2 separate regions of the Sus scrofa genome follow, and region 2 is linked to region 1. A link is a contact called in public Hi-C data. All regions are on one chromosome and are shown on one strand. The core of a region is the stretch at or near the end of the contact, and the rest is flanking DNA. Distances in the headings are between cores, read along the strand shown.

Evidence for each region. Hi-C and Micro-C count contacts between places; a contact is called where the count stands out from the background.
Region 2: a contact with region 1 is called in a Hi-C map of liver, with 4 times the contacts expected there. The contact joins the promoter of TMEM154 here to the promoter of ARFIP1 in region 1. A contact is called at or near these places in 2 of 47 Hi-C or Micro-C datasets (liver and skeletal muscle) and 2 of 2 datasets of contacts at active chromatin or transcription factors (alveolar macrophages and skeletal muscle).

The regions. Positions count from the first base shown.
Region 1 is chr8:76,267,182-76,274,219 of Sscrofa11.1, reverse strand. It overlaps ARFIP1 (ADP ribosylation factor interacting protein 1), which reads left to right and starts at 3,792. Exons shown (of 9, transcript NM_001252233.1): 1 at 3,792-3,910.
Region 2 is chr8:76,350,903-76,357,940 of Sscrofa11.1, reverse strand. It overlaps TMEM154 (transmembrane protein 154), which reads right to left and starts at 2,891. Exons shown (of 7, transcript XM_003482422.4): 1 at 2,674-2,891. The coding sequence starts at 2,761.

The DNA of each region.
Region 1 (7,038 bases), core at 2,543-5,042:
GGGAGAAGACGTGGTTGGATCTTTTTCCAAAGAAGATACACAGATGGCCAACAGGCACATGAAAAGATGCTCAGAATTACTAGCCATCAGAGAAGTGCAAATTAAAATCATAATGAGATATCACATCTGTCAGAATGTCATCAAAATGTCTACAAATACTAACAAATGTTGGTGAGGATGTGGAGAGAAGGGAACCCTTGTACACTGTTGTTGGGAATGTAAATTGGGGCAGCCGCTATGGAAAATAGTATGGAGGTTCCTCAAACTAAAGACAGAACTACCATATGATCTGGTCATTCCAGAACCATTAATCAGTATCCTCTAACAAAGGGTTTGCCTCCAGAGAACTATACTGTGCAATCAGTAACTAAATATCGCTCTCTCTCTTTTTTTTTTTTTTTTTTTTGCTTTTTAGGGCCACACCTGCACAGCATATGGAGGTTCCCAGGCTAGGGTTCCAATCAGAGCTAGAGCTGCTGGCCTGCACCACAGCCACAGCAACGCCAGATCCAAGCCTCATCTGCCACCTACACCACAGCTCACGGCAATGCCTCATCCTTACCCCACTGAGGGAGGCCAGGGATCGAACGCACATCCTCATGGATTTTAGTTGGGTTCGTTAACCACTGAGCCACGAAGGGAACTCCAAGCTAACTAAATATCTCTTAATGAAAAGGAAGCTGTAGATAAAGACTGATGAAATTATTGTGATACTATGAGAATTCCCCTAGAAAAGATCGGAAGGTAGTACCTTCTTTCTTTTTGAGGAAATAATATTGATAAGTAGCATACAGTATACAACATCTAAAGCAAAAAGGTGGCACGTGCACTTAATTCATTCAGAAAGGAAAATTAACATCCTTCAACCTGTTGTCTTCTTTCCTTCCTTGTCAATAAATAAGAGATAAGCTGCCAGGGTTCCCCACAAGCCAAGTGAATAAACAGTACTTGATTTTTCTTTTTTCTCTTTATTATTTAAATTTTTTTTGTCTTTTTAGGGCTGCACCAGCAGCACATGGAAGTTCTCAGGCAAGGGGTCGAATCTGATCTGTAGCTGCCAGCCTTTGCCACAGCCACAGCAATGCCAGATCCAAGCCGCATCTGCGACCTACACCACAGCTCATGGCAATGCCAGATCCATAACCCACAGAGCGAGGCCAGGGATAGAACCTGCATCCTTATGGATATTAGTCGGATTTGCTACTGCTGAGCCACATCTGGAATTCCAGTACCTGATTTTTCTAAAGCTGAATAATAGCCAAAACAGAGCAAAGGTAAATGAATAAATAAGCCCCATGTAGTGAGTATATTATGACAGGAAGTTATTCCATTTTTTTCTTACCCCTCCAAACATAACACTAATAAAAGCAAAACAGTAATCTATATTCTTCCTAAAGAGAATGGGCAGGCAGAATTCCTCAAGCTGTAGGAGAAAGAGAAAAGGGGGGAAGGGAGACAGCAAGAGAGCGAGAGCACGAGAGAGCGAGCGAAAAAATAAAACAAAACCTCATCTCAACAGGGTCAGCTTTAAAATAAAGTTTTTGAGTTAGAATGAAAAAATTTCCCCCGATCCAAAGAATACTGGCTACTGCTTCTTTTTCCCAAAGTAAGTGCCTAGAATTTCACTGTTTTCCATCACCAGCTGAAGTAGCTTGCAGTGTATCCGTTCCAGTCAGCCTACTTTCTAATTTCCCTTGGGGAAGCAGAACTCATAGGACGATTAATCTTGTGTACAGCCTTGCACAGCATAACACCACGTATAAGGACTATTAATGCAAAATACCAGAATTGCAGCAGACCAAAGAGCACCTAAAATGACTGACAGCACCTTCACCAAGCAGAAGTTAGCATTAGTCTCAAGTCCATCAGAAGCTCTATCAAAACCAGCAGCTGCCAAGAAAACTATTCAGCTAAGGACAAATAATCAAAGCAAGTGTCCACCATTCTAATAAAAGAAACACCTCTGAGCCTAAAAGTTTAATAGATTTCTTCAGCGAAGTCAAGAGTCCCCAGTCTCAAGAGACATCTGGCAGGAGTCCTTAGGGCACCAGCCAGATCAAACAGTTAAGCATCATTCAAGTATCACTGTACACAGCTATGAACATCTTCCTAATCACTCCTCTGAAACTCTAAGAAGAACACTTGTACTTGGCTACTAAGTTCCATTCTTAAGTTCCTATTTAACAAGAGCAGAGCAGTACTTATTTTAGATTGGGGTCCTTTCCTTACAATTGAGAAGACTAACCAGATGGCCTGGAAAAGGAATATCCACAGTAAACTGTTAGAACTCTATGCATTACTTTTATATATATTCACTCTTTCTTTTTCTTTTTTTGGTTAAGGACAGAGCCATTTAAGATAAGGACCCTTTAACCACAGATTAATGTTTTAGGATTTCATTATGGTTTTGCAGAGGTGTCCTGGAGAGCTCGGATAATAAATATTGTTATTTACTTTTGAAACATTTGTGGTGTCATGGGTTTTTACTGTTCACAGATATGCGGACGATATCTACAGGGATGTACCATTCACTACGCTGAAACTCTCCCCCTCAATTTGGAGAAGCAGAGTTCTGCCTTTGGGCGCTTAGTCAATAAAAATGGCTTGTTGATTAATGCAGCAAGGCAGGTGAGTAGTACAAGTCTAAAGAGAGGGAGATCCCACAGAGAGTACTGTTACCTTTAGCATTTCTGCAAGTGAAATGGCGGTGAAAACGAGCACCCAAGAGCTGTCAAAGGAAAAGCAGTCCAGAACTTTGAAGGGAGATGTGCGCGGGGTGGATCACGGGTCTGTATTGTGTGTAAATGAGCTTCAGGTTTCTCTGCATACAGCGCTGGGGACAGGGAGAACATCCGAGGTACAGGTTGGAGCCTCCTCTTAGGAAACTACAAAGGGCTCTGAAAGAAAGGTTGTTCAGCGGTTTCTGTAGGCAGGGCAGTAATCTGTTTAAGTAACGGGGCGAGCAAAGCTAGCAGAAACTGGTCACCTGGATGAAGAAAGGGAAGCAGGAAAGCAAAGTATCATGGATCCACTGCCTGCGAGCGAGCAGAGCAGAAATGATCACAAAACAGAACAGGTCGTAAGAACTCAGGGACGCAGGGCAAGGGGTTCTGGTCTTCCTGAAGGGGGTGGGCGTGAGTGACGTGGCCAGAGTGGGTCCTTCCAAGCACTGGGGAAGAAGGAAGAGTCAGGCGCCCGCATCCCCTATACTCCATAAATTCTGCATTCTCTCCCCGCCCCCCCCCAAGGGGCTGGAATAACCTTCTATATGCTCTCCGGCAGCTGAGAAATAAGCTTTGGCTCTCCTAGGAGGGCCAGGCGGTGAGCTACCTTCAACCTCCAACCCTCCCGCCACCGGCTCACCGTCTGTTGCCGGGCGCGGGGCGCGGAGGGGGCGGGGGGGGGCGCGCCTAACGTCCGAGGCTGGGGTGTGTGAGTGAGAAAGAAAGGATGCTGAAGGCTTCTGGACCTCCGACCACTCAAGACCAGCCTACGAGTCTCCCCGCGAGCTTGCAACTCTGGCAAGTGCTTCTTTACCCGCGCTCACACCCCTTGGTGATCCCACCGCAGCTAGAAAATTACCCGGGCAACGGCGCCGGCTGAGTCCCGGATGTGGTTGCTAGGGCCGCAGAGGGAGGGGCGGGGCCCGCCTCCCGGAGGGCGGTGGAGGGGGCCTTGGGGGAGGTGCGCCGGCACCATCGAGACGCGGCTGGGCCGGCCAGATCGAGGGAGAGAGAGGCCGTCCAGAGCCACGGACAACGCTACTTCCGGTCCCCTCACTTCCGGCTCCGCTGCTCTCGGCTCGGGGGTTGCAGGCCGGGTTGGGAGGCCGCGGCTCTGCGTGTCCTCGGCCGTCGGTCAGGGTGAGGCTGTGACAGCTGCACTTGCTCCCCGCCCCCGCGGAGCCGAGGTGCGTGGGGGGGAGGGTAGGAAGGAGGAGGCTCAGGTCGCGTTTCCGCTCACTTGGGGCCAGGGCTGAGGCAACTCTGGAGAGCAGAAGGCAGGGCTGATACTCGACGTGAGAACCGCTGGCTTCTCCGCGGACAGGTGAAGGCGGAGATGGCCGGCGGGGAAGAGGCGGGGGAAGGCGGCTGGGAGGGGTTGACGGGGCGGGACACGTTGCCGCTGGGGCTCTCAGTTCCGGACTTTCACTGGGCACTTCTGTCCTTAGTCCGTGCCATCTGTCTCTGCTCAGGTATTCGGCCTTGGATCTCTGCCCCTTCCTCCCTTCTGTCCCACCTGCGTGTGCCGGGTGAAGAGGTAGGACCGGCCCTCCTGGGGCGGCGCCCTCCCGGTTTTGCACGCATCGAGTGGGAAAAGGGGTGGCAGGATCCAGGAGTGGGTCCACTCGGAGTGGGCCACCGTCAGGTTTGGGGGTCCAGCCTTTACGGTTCTCTGCCTTTCCCCGCATCCCGCACTTCTCTCCTCCGCAGTGGGAGGGAGGGAGACGCGGTAGTCCCTGCGAGAGGCTCTTCGGGCAGTGGTGCAGGGAGGCGCCCCGCCTGTGAAAGGTCCTGAGCCTTGCTCAGCTTACGCGGACCGCCAAGGAATGCTGGAGTTGGGAAGGAAGTTGTGCTGGCGTCTCGTCCGTTCCTCTTTGCCAAGTTACTACTGTTTACGTGTCTAGGAAAAAGGATTTTTTTTGTTTTGTTTTAAAGAACTGTTTCTAGACGCTTTTCCCTTTTACTTATTACTTCCTTTGTTTTTTTCTTATCTCCCTCTCGAACCCTTTGATCTCAAAAAAGTTTGTAGTCTGCACTTCCTGCAGATCCTTTAGCCGCCCCCTTTTAGGATTTCTGTCCCCCTCCCTTCATTTTTTCCTAGATTAAAGCATGTCATTTCTCTAACTCTGTTCTAAAGGGAAAAAATGGAAGAGTTGCAGGACTTCTCGTGAACTTGTGTTTTCACTTGCAAGTGTGGCAGGTGTGTGTTCACATTGCAATTTAATTAGCTTTTTTGGCATGGGAACGTGCGCCGGAATTGGTTACGTTAAATCATTCCTGTGTCAAGTCTGCAGGGATTGGCTATTTTATCGCTGCTGTCTCAGAGTGAATACAACAGATTCTACGTCACTATTGTTTTAAATTCACTTTTCTTTTGTTAGTCCTGTGGGGTTTTTTGGTTTGTTTGTTTTTCCTTTCTTTTCTTTCTTTCTTTCTTTTTTTTTTTTTGCTTTCCTTGCTAACATGGCCAACACTTTCTCCCAACCACTACATCTAACACTCCATTAGCTGAGAAAATATGTCTCATTTTATTTTATTTTCTGGGTTAAAATCTCTGCCTCAGTTACTTTCATCTTTTCAGATTGATAAATTAGTTTGCCTTAATCCTGGGTTGTGCTTTGGGGTTCCATGGTCTAGGGGTCAGTGACTTTCAGGGTGTTTCCTCACCCCTTCACCCCCCCCCAATTATGGTTGAAAAGTTTTGTTTGAGTGCGTTTTCAACCCCGCTGGGGAGAATGTCCATTTTTTTTTATCAAATTCTCAAAAGAGGTATATAACCTTCAGATAGACTAAAAGGCACTCCTTAGGTAGTGTCTTTTTGAAGTTAATGAAACTTTTTTTTTTTTTTTTTTTTTTGTCTTTTGTCTTTTTGTTGTTGTTGTTGTTGTTGCTATTTCTTGGGCCGCTCCCGCGGCATATGGAGGCTCCCAGGCTAGGGGTTGAATCGGAGCTGCAGCCACCAGCCTACGTCAGAGCCACAGCAACGCGGGATCCGAGCCGCGTCTGCAACCTACACCACAGCTCATGGCAACGCCGGATCCTTAACCCACTGAGCAAGGGCAGGGACCGAACCCTCAACCTCATGGTTCCTAGTCCGATTCGTTAACCACTGCGCCACGACGGGAACTCCAGAAGTTAATGTAACTTTTTGTGTGGAGCTATTATTTTTTTAAACTGTACACAGCTAGTTTTGGGCACTGAGGAGAGTAGAATGCAGAGATTCTAGCTTCATACTGATGAAATCTCCAGCTACTTCAAAACTTCGGTGTTTCTAAATTCCTTCCTAGACCTAGAGAAGGAAGTAAGACTACCTACTTATTTAGTTCCTGTTTTGTGGTATTGAGGTTTCTTTATAGGGATAGCTGTGTGTGGCCAGTGTTGTGGCAATCCACTGGATTTAGAAATGGATAAGTTTATTCTTATTTAATACATGTTAAAGATCACCCACCCACTGGGTACAGTTGAGTAAAAAGTTTAAATTTCTGGTGTACTTTGTTTTCCTTTTCTTGTCTTTCATTTGAGGCGTCTGCTTTGGGATTTGGCATGGTTAGGAAGGGCAAATAAGATGTTCCCATGGCGTGGTCCATAAGCCTCTGTTATGTTGCTGCCCATCTTGACATCTCTTTTCCCTCCATATCACCTCTGTATTAAGTATTTATTGGGCATTCTCTTTTGAGAATAAGTTAGTGGCCTTCCAAAGTTTATGTAAGTTTAGAGTGCATATTCGAACTTACTGATTTGATGGTGAAGTGTTTGTTGATTAAGGGTTGATGTTCTAAATGTTTGACACCTGTTTCATAGAATGTTAGAACTTGAAGAGACCTGTGCAGCTCATCATAGTCCTTATTAGAGTAACCAGCTTCTGCTCACGAAATAATTTTCCCTCTATCTAGCAGCCTCACTTTGGGGGGCAGGAAAACATAACTTTAAAAAGAGTCAATTATGCTAAATTAGTTTTCTTTTATAGCAATGAGAAAGACAGAAGATAGATTATATCTGACACCATAACACAAATTAGCATTTGTTCACCTATTGTGTGCCAGGCCTCATGCTAAGTGCTTTACATGTTTATTCATCTAATCCTCACAACAACCTTATGATGTGGCTAAAATTTTCTTTTTTTTTTTTTTAGCTGAAGTAATGGAAACTAAACAATCAACTGAAGCTAAAGTAATGTGCTCAGAATTACACTGGTGGAGCCAGGATTGAGCCTAGGTTATCTGAATCCAGGCTGTGAGCTCTTAAGCACTACCTAGGCTGCTTCTACCACATTTTCTTTACGCCTTTCTTGGCCCGAGGTGGGGATATCTCACCT
Region 2 (7,038 bases), core at 1,642-4,141, 85 kb before region 1:
AAGTGGGCAGTTGTGCATTTTCAGACACTGAATATCAAGGCAGGGCCCCAGGGGTGTGTGGGATGATCCCGGAAATCCCTGCATTCCCCCGAAATGCTTTCAACTTCTGCTCCTCCTGACATCCTGGCACAGCCTGCATTCGGGAGCTCATTGGCTTTAGTGATCAGCTTTCTAGGACGATTTTAGTGTTGATCAACAATGACTGGGAGTTCCTGTCGTGGCTCATCAGTAACGAACCCAACTAGCATCTATGAGGACGCAGGTTCGATCCCTGGCCTCACTCACTGGGTTAAGGTTCCGGCATTGCTGTGAGCTGTGGCGTAGGCCAGCAGCTGTCGCTCCAATTCAACCCATAGCCTGGGAAATTCTGTATGCTGCAGGTGCCACCCTAAAAAGCAAAAACAACAGTGACAGAGTTCCTCATCTACGCAGACCCCTTACAAGTTTTGGGGAAATCGCAGATGGATGAAAAAGAATTTTTCTTCTCCCTGGAGATGCTCACAGCTCACTCCCTGGGTAGGAGACAGGGACAGAGGCCCAGTTCTGCTTCCAAGGTGTTTGCTGTGTTGACAGCAGGTTAGCTCTGTGGGGGTGTAACAGGCAGGGCACCAGGGAAGGGAGAGAGAGAGAGAGACGCCTAGGAGCAGGTCACACCCAGTCTGGGCCTTTGAATGTTATATAGGAGTTCACTCAAGAGAAAAAAAGAAAATTGTCATCACTAGTGGCAAGTATCACAGAGGCCTGGGGCACAGGCTCCACCTGTTCGGAGTGACTGAGGGGTTGCGGATGGAGAGGAGCTCGACAGGAGGAGTTGCCGTGGAGAAGAGGTTGGAGGGAGGCCGGGGAAGGGGTGGTCGTAAATGAGGAGCAACAGAAGCTCTGGAAGGGGAAGGGTCACTGATCAGGGGAGAGAACGTCACTGAGTCTCTTCTGTAGTCCTTGTGCATCTCCTGAATTGCAGACACTGTGACTCTATCATTTTCTTCTCTTTTTTTTTCTTTTTAGGACCGTACCTGCAGCATATGGAGGTTCCCAGGCTAGGGGTTGAATCAGAACTGCAGCTGCCAGCCTACACCACGGCCACGGCAACATCAGATCTGAGCTGCCTCTTTGACCTATACCATAGCTCACGGCAATGCGGGATCCTTAACCCACTGAGCAAGGTCAGGGATTGAACTCATAACCTCATGGTTCCTAGTCGGATTCGGAGAGACCCTGGAGTCCAGGTCAGGAGGGCTGACTGGTGGTGGGTTCCACTTTCCTCTATCTGTTTCTTCACCTGCACCTCCAGCACCACTGCACCCCCAGAATAGCAGTAGCCTTAGCACAGGTTGAATTGCATTATTTTTTTCCCCTCGTTTTTGGCCTCACAGCACAAAAAAGGCGAGGCTGGGGATCACATCCAAACCACAGTTGCAACCTAAGCCACAGCTGCAGCAATGCCAGATCCTTAACCCATTGTGTCGAGCTGGGGAGCGAACCTGCATCCCAGCGCTCCTAAGACACCGTGGATCCTGTGACACCACAGTGGGAGCTCCTGAGCTGCATCGTCTTTAAGTTCCCTTCCAGCTCCAAAACTTGGTGCATTAAGAAACATGTTATCCCCAAACTCACTTGGAACATGAACCTCTATTGCAACCAAACATCCTTCCAGTTGGAATGGTTGGCCTCTCACTTTCCATCTCCGGGGCCTAGTGAGACCACAGGGAGAAGCACCCAGAGAAAGGGAGATGGGTAGGGTGCCACTGCCAGTCTCCAGGGGGCAGCCTCTCTGTGAGGTACTATCTGATTTCTCCCATCCTGTTTAAAGAACCACTGCTTGAGACCATTCTTTGTGGTCCAATACTGCATTAGCAGCAGGCAGTGTCCACTGACAGGAACCACAGGCAACTAGTTTATTTACCCAAAGGGCAAATCCACCCAACGGTAAGAGGCAGTGCAGGACGACTGCCCTTGCTGTAGCAACCGTCAGCATATAAAATCAATTGCCTCTCTTAACTCAAAATTACGAGATTTAATATTTTGTCTTTTCTGGTGCCTTTGATTCGCTGCAATCACCTTACTCCTTAAAACAAATCTTCATGAGTGACAATCAATGCAAAGAAAATCTCTCCCAAAGTAACAAGATCAAAGAAAAACAGATGAAAGACTTTATAAATTAGAGGAGACGCCTGGTAATTCCTCAGATAGTTTCCTGTTTACATTTTTTCCTTTTTTTAAACTTTCGATGTTTTAATTTACTTTCCAGGAGTCAATTTCCATACCCCAGTTTTTTTCCAGGAGTTTTTAGAACCAGCTAACTTCTCAGCCCACGTTAGTAAAAGTAAACTCCTTATTCCTGTTTCAGCTGATGGAAACAGTCTCTTACCGGAACTGCCAAAGAGCTGATCGTTTTCTTAATGTGCCCATTAAAGCCGGTAAATAACTGGGACCCACACATCTTAGAAAACAAAGATCTGGGGAAGCTGGAGGTGGATTAGCCAGCTGTAATCCTAGCCAAGCCCCTCCTCCCCCCATACCCCCAAAAGACAGCTCCACTTTTCTCTACTTTTTTCACAGAAAAGATTGGATTTTTCTGACCATTTCTCTCCCCGGCAGAGTTCTGTAGCCTGGGGCACCAAGCAAGCCTTCATTATCTTCCTTGCCTGGCAGGGAAAGCCTAGAGGTGCTTACCCTGCTCCTGGCTGGTGGGGAGGGACGCGATGACCAGGGCGACGACGAGGGCGGCTCCGGGAGCCTGGGGGTCCGCGCTCCGCAGCATGATGCTGGTCGCACTTTCAGCCCTGCAGAAACGTGAACATTTCCTGTTTCCTGCTTGTTTGGGTCGGTGCTAACTTAAAGGAGAGGTGTTTGCCTGTTTTTTAGGAAGTGATGTAATTCTGCAGGAGCCTGTCAGACCAGCAAGAATTGCAAAAGAGAAGTTGTTCTTCAAGCACTGATTCAGTCAGCACGCCTTGCAAGCCCTTTTCCGTCCCAGCCCTGCGTGGGCTCTATCTGTTGAAACGGTCCCCATGGAAGCAGAGTCCACTTGCTCGGATATCATGCAGGATCTGGGACCGGGGGGCCCGGACCACACGCGTGCTTTGTGATTTTTACCCAACCCCCAAGTCAGCCTCAGGGGCTTCCTGGAGTGGAGAGCAGAACTTTCTGAGAGGATGGAACTGTTCTGATTCTGTGCTGTCCAAGGCAGGAGCCATGAGCCACACAGGCTACTGAGCACCTGAAACAGGGCCAGCTTGAACGGAATGCTTAGCTTTTCTTTTTATTAATTTAAATTTAAGTAACTCCATTGGCTAGCGGCTATGCATTGGATAGCGCAGACAGCGCAGGTCTAGACAGCAGGGACACCTGTGCCATCAGGAAATGGCCAACCCAGCTCTCTGCAGCCAGGTACATCCTGGTCCCCAGGCCCTGAGTGCCCCCAGTGTCCAAGCCCTCAGGAGAAAAAGGATAATGCTGAACCCATGTCTGAAGTGTGTGTTCTGCTTGTCCAGCGAGAAATCCTCTTGTTATGTTTGATTTCTTTCTTTTTTCTTTTTTTTCCTTCATAAAGACTTTATTTTTTATTTTATTTTATTTTTTGCTTTTTAGGGCCTCACCCACAGCATATGGAGGTTCCCAGGCTAGGGATCGAATCGGAGCTGCAGCTGCCGGCCTACCCCAGAGCCACAGCAACGCGGGATCCTTAACCCACCGGGCAAGGCCAGGGATCGAACCCACAACCTCATGGTGCCTAGTCAGATTCGTTTCCGATGTGCCACAACGGGAACTCCAAGACTTTATTTTTTAGAGCCGTTTTACGTTCACAGCAAAATTAAGAGGAAAATAGAGATTTTTCACGTGCCTCCCCCAAACAAACACAGCCTCCCCATTATCAACTCCCCAGCAGAGTAGTACTTTCGTTATAATTGATCAACACATGGGTACATCACAACCACCCCAAGTTCATCGTTTACATTAGGGTTCACTCTTGGCGGTATATATTTTATGGGTTTGGTAATAATGACATGTATCATCGTCATAGCATCCAACGGAGTAGTTTCCCTGCCCTGAAAATGCTCCATCCACCTGTTTATGCACCTGTTCTTCCACCCCTCACCACCACCTTAGCCCCTGACCACTGCTGATCTTCTTATTGTCTCCATAGTTTTGCCTTTTCCAGAATGGTAGATAGTTGGATAATTGGACTCATAAAGTGTCCAGCTCTTTGAACTTGGCCTCTTTCACTTGGTAATATGCACGTAAGTGTCCTCTACATCTTCTCCTGGCCTGATAGCTCATTTGCTTTTAGTGCTGAATAATAATTCCTTTGTCTGGATGGACCACAGTTAACTTATCCACTTACGACGGACATCGCAGTTGCTTCCAAGTTTTGGCAATTAGGAATAAAGCTGCTGGAAACATCTGGGGGCAGCGATTTGTGTGAACACACGTTTTCAACTCCTTTGGGAAAATACCAAGAAGCTGAATTGCTGGATGTATGGCTAAGAGAGGAATGGTCTTTTAAAAGGCCCATTTCCAAAGCAGAATATCCTCTCGGAGGGGAAAAGTGAGTCTGTATTTGACCTTTCTCCCTTCTTGAATACCATTTGCTCAGAGGTCATTAACAACAAACCAAATAGAACCCAGGTGGGTTAGAACGGAGGTGGAAATCCTACTGAACTAAAACCAAGGAAGGAGGTGGTAGTTTATACCAGTGTTTGGAGCGATTCGATAGAGCAGGTTAGGTTTTGTGTGTTCAGCTGAAGTGAAGGGCCTAAGCATCCCAGACTGGAATATCACAATTATGTTGGTTGTGGTGCCAAGAGAGACAGGCAGATAGAGAGAGGCATCAGACAGCCATCTCATCTCTAGCCCTTTGTCTGCAAGTCATTGTGAGTCACCAACTTCCCATAGTTGCCATCATCAGTGATCTGGCTGGTGTAAACCCAGAAGGTGACTGGACGCCTCAGCCTCTGACGTTGCCATTCATTCTGGGGGTGCCACGCCCGCAGCATGCAACTACTCTCCCAGGCCGGGGACTGAACCCATACTATGGCAGTAATCAGCCACAGCAGGGACAACAATGGATCCTTAAACTGCTGAGCCGCCAGGGAACTCCCAATTTTTTTTAGTGCATTGCTGCTTTTTGTTGTCATCCGTCACTGTTTATCTCGATTCTTTTTTTTTTTTTTTTTGTCTTTTTGCCTTTTCTAGGGCCGCTCCGGCGGCATGTGGAGGTTCCCAGGCTAGGGGTCTAATTGGAACTGGAGCCACCAGCCTACACCAGAGCCACAGCAACTCGAGATCTGAGCCGCGTCTGCAACCTACACCACAGCTCATGGCAACGCCGGATCCTTAACCCACTGAGAAAGGGCAGGGATCAAACCTGCAACCTCATGGTTCCTAGTCAGATTTGTTAACCACTGAGCCACTACGAGAACTCCTATCTCCATTCTTATTCACAGAAATTGGTTGATGACCGTGTAATAATTAGTGTGTTAATGGATCTTCAGAATGCGGTTCAATGTTTTAAACTGGCAGTTAAGTCAATTCCTGATTTTAAAAAAAGGCTTTTGCCCTTTAGGTGACAAGGCAGAATAAACATCAGAAAAAAATAAAATTCAAAACTGGAGGATTGATTTGAAAAGAGAAGGGAAAGGACTACGAATCAAACTTTTTTTTTTTTTTTTTGTCTTTTTGCCATTTTCTTGGGCCACTCCCAATTGGATCCAATTGGAGCTGTAGCCACGGGCCTACACCAGAGCCACAGCAACGCAGGATCCTTAACCCACTGAGTAAGGCCAGGGATTGAACCCGCAACCTCATGTTTCCTAGTCGGATTCATTAACCACTGAGCCACAACGGGAACTCCCAAACTCTTTTTTTTAAAAAAAATCTATGATAGTTGACTTACATTGTTCTGTCAATTTCTGCTGTACAGCAAAGTGACCCAAATAACAAATGTTGGAGAGGGTGTGGAGAAAAGGGAACCCTCCTGGACTGTTGGTGGGAATGTAAATTGTTGCAGCCACTATGGAGAACAGTACAGAAGTTCCTCAGAAAACTAAATACAAAACTACTATATAATCCAGCAATCCCACTCCTGGGCATACATCTATACAAAACTTTCATTCAAAAATATACATGCACCCCTATCTTCATAGCAGCACTATTCACAACAGCCAAGACATGGAAACAACCTAAATGTCCATCAACAGATGAATGGATTAAGCAGATGTGGTACATATACACAATGGAATACTACTCAGCCATAAAAAGAACAAAATAATGCCATTTGCAGTAACATGGATGGAATTAGAGATTCTTATATCAAGCGAAGTAAGTCGGAAAGAGAAAGACAAATACAATATGATATCGTTTATATGTGGAATCTAACACATGAAACAGATGAATCTATCTACAGAAACAGACTCGAAGACATAGAGTACAGACGTGTGTTTGCCAAGGGGGAGGTGAGGGATGGGCTGAGTTTGGGGTTAGTAGCTGCAAACTGTTACTATATGCATCAAAATCTTTTTTTTTTTTTTTTTTTTTTTTTGCTTTTTAGGGCCGCACCTGAGGCATATGGAGGTTCCCAGGCTAGGGGTTGAATTGGAGCTGTAGCTGCCGGCCCATGCCACAGCCACAGCAACATCAGATCCAAGCCTCATCTGTGCGACCTACACCACAGTTCATGGCAATGCCGGAACCTTAACCCACTAAGAGAGGCCAGGGATCAAACCCGCAACCTCATGCTTCCTAGTCGGATTCGTTTTCTCTGAGCCACAATGGGAACTCCTATGAATCAAACTCTTGATGAGCAAGTGACTGGATCCCTGGCTTTGAGACTCTCTAGCACTTCTCTCGCTGCAACACACACGTGCCATACAGAAGGCCCAGGGCTTGGGGGCTTGCTTCACTTTGCCATTTAAGCCTTATTAAAACCATCTTGGATCCCAGGCTCGATGCATGTGTTTGGCAAGGTGTGGGCCTTGGTTTCTTTGATTTTAAAACTGCAGCTTGCTGGAGGCTGCGCAGAGTCAGGGGTCTGGGCTG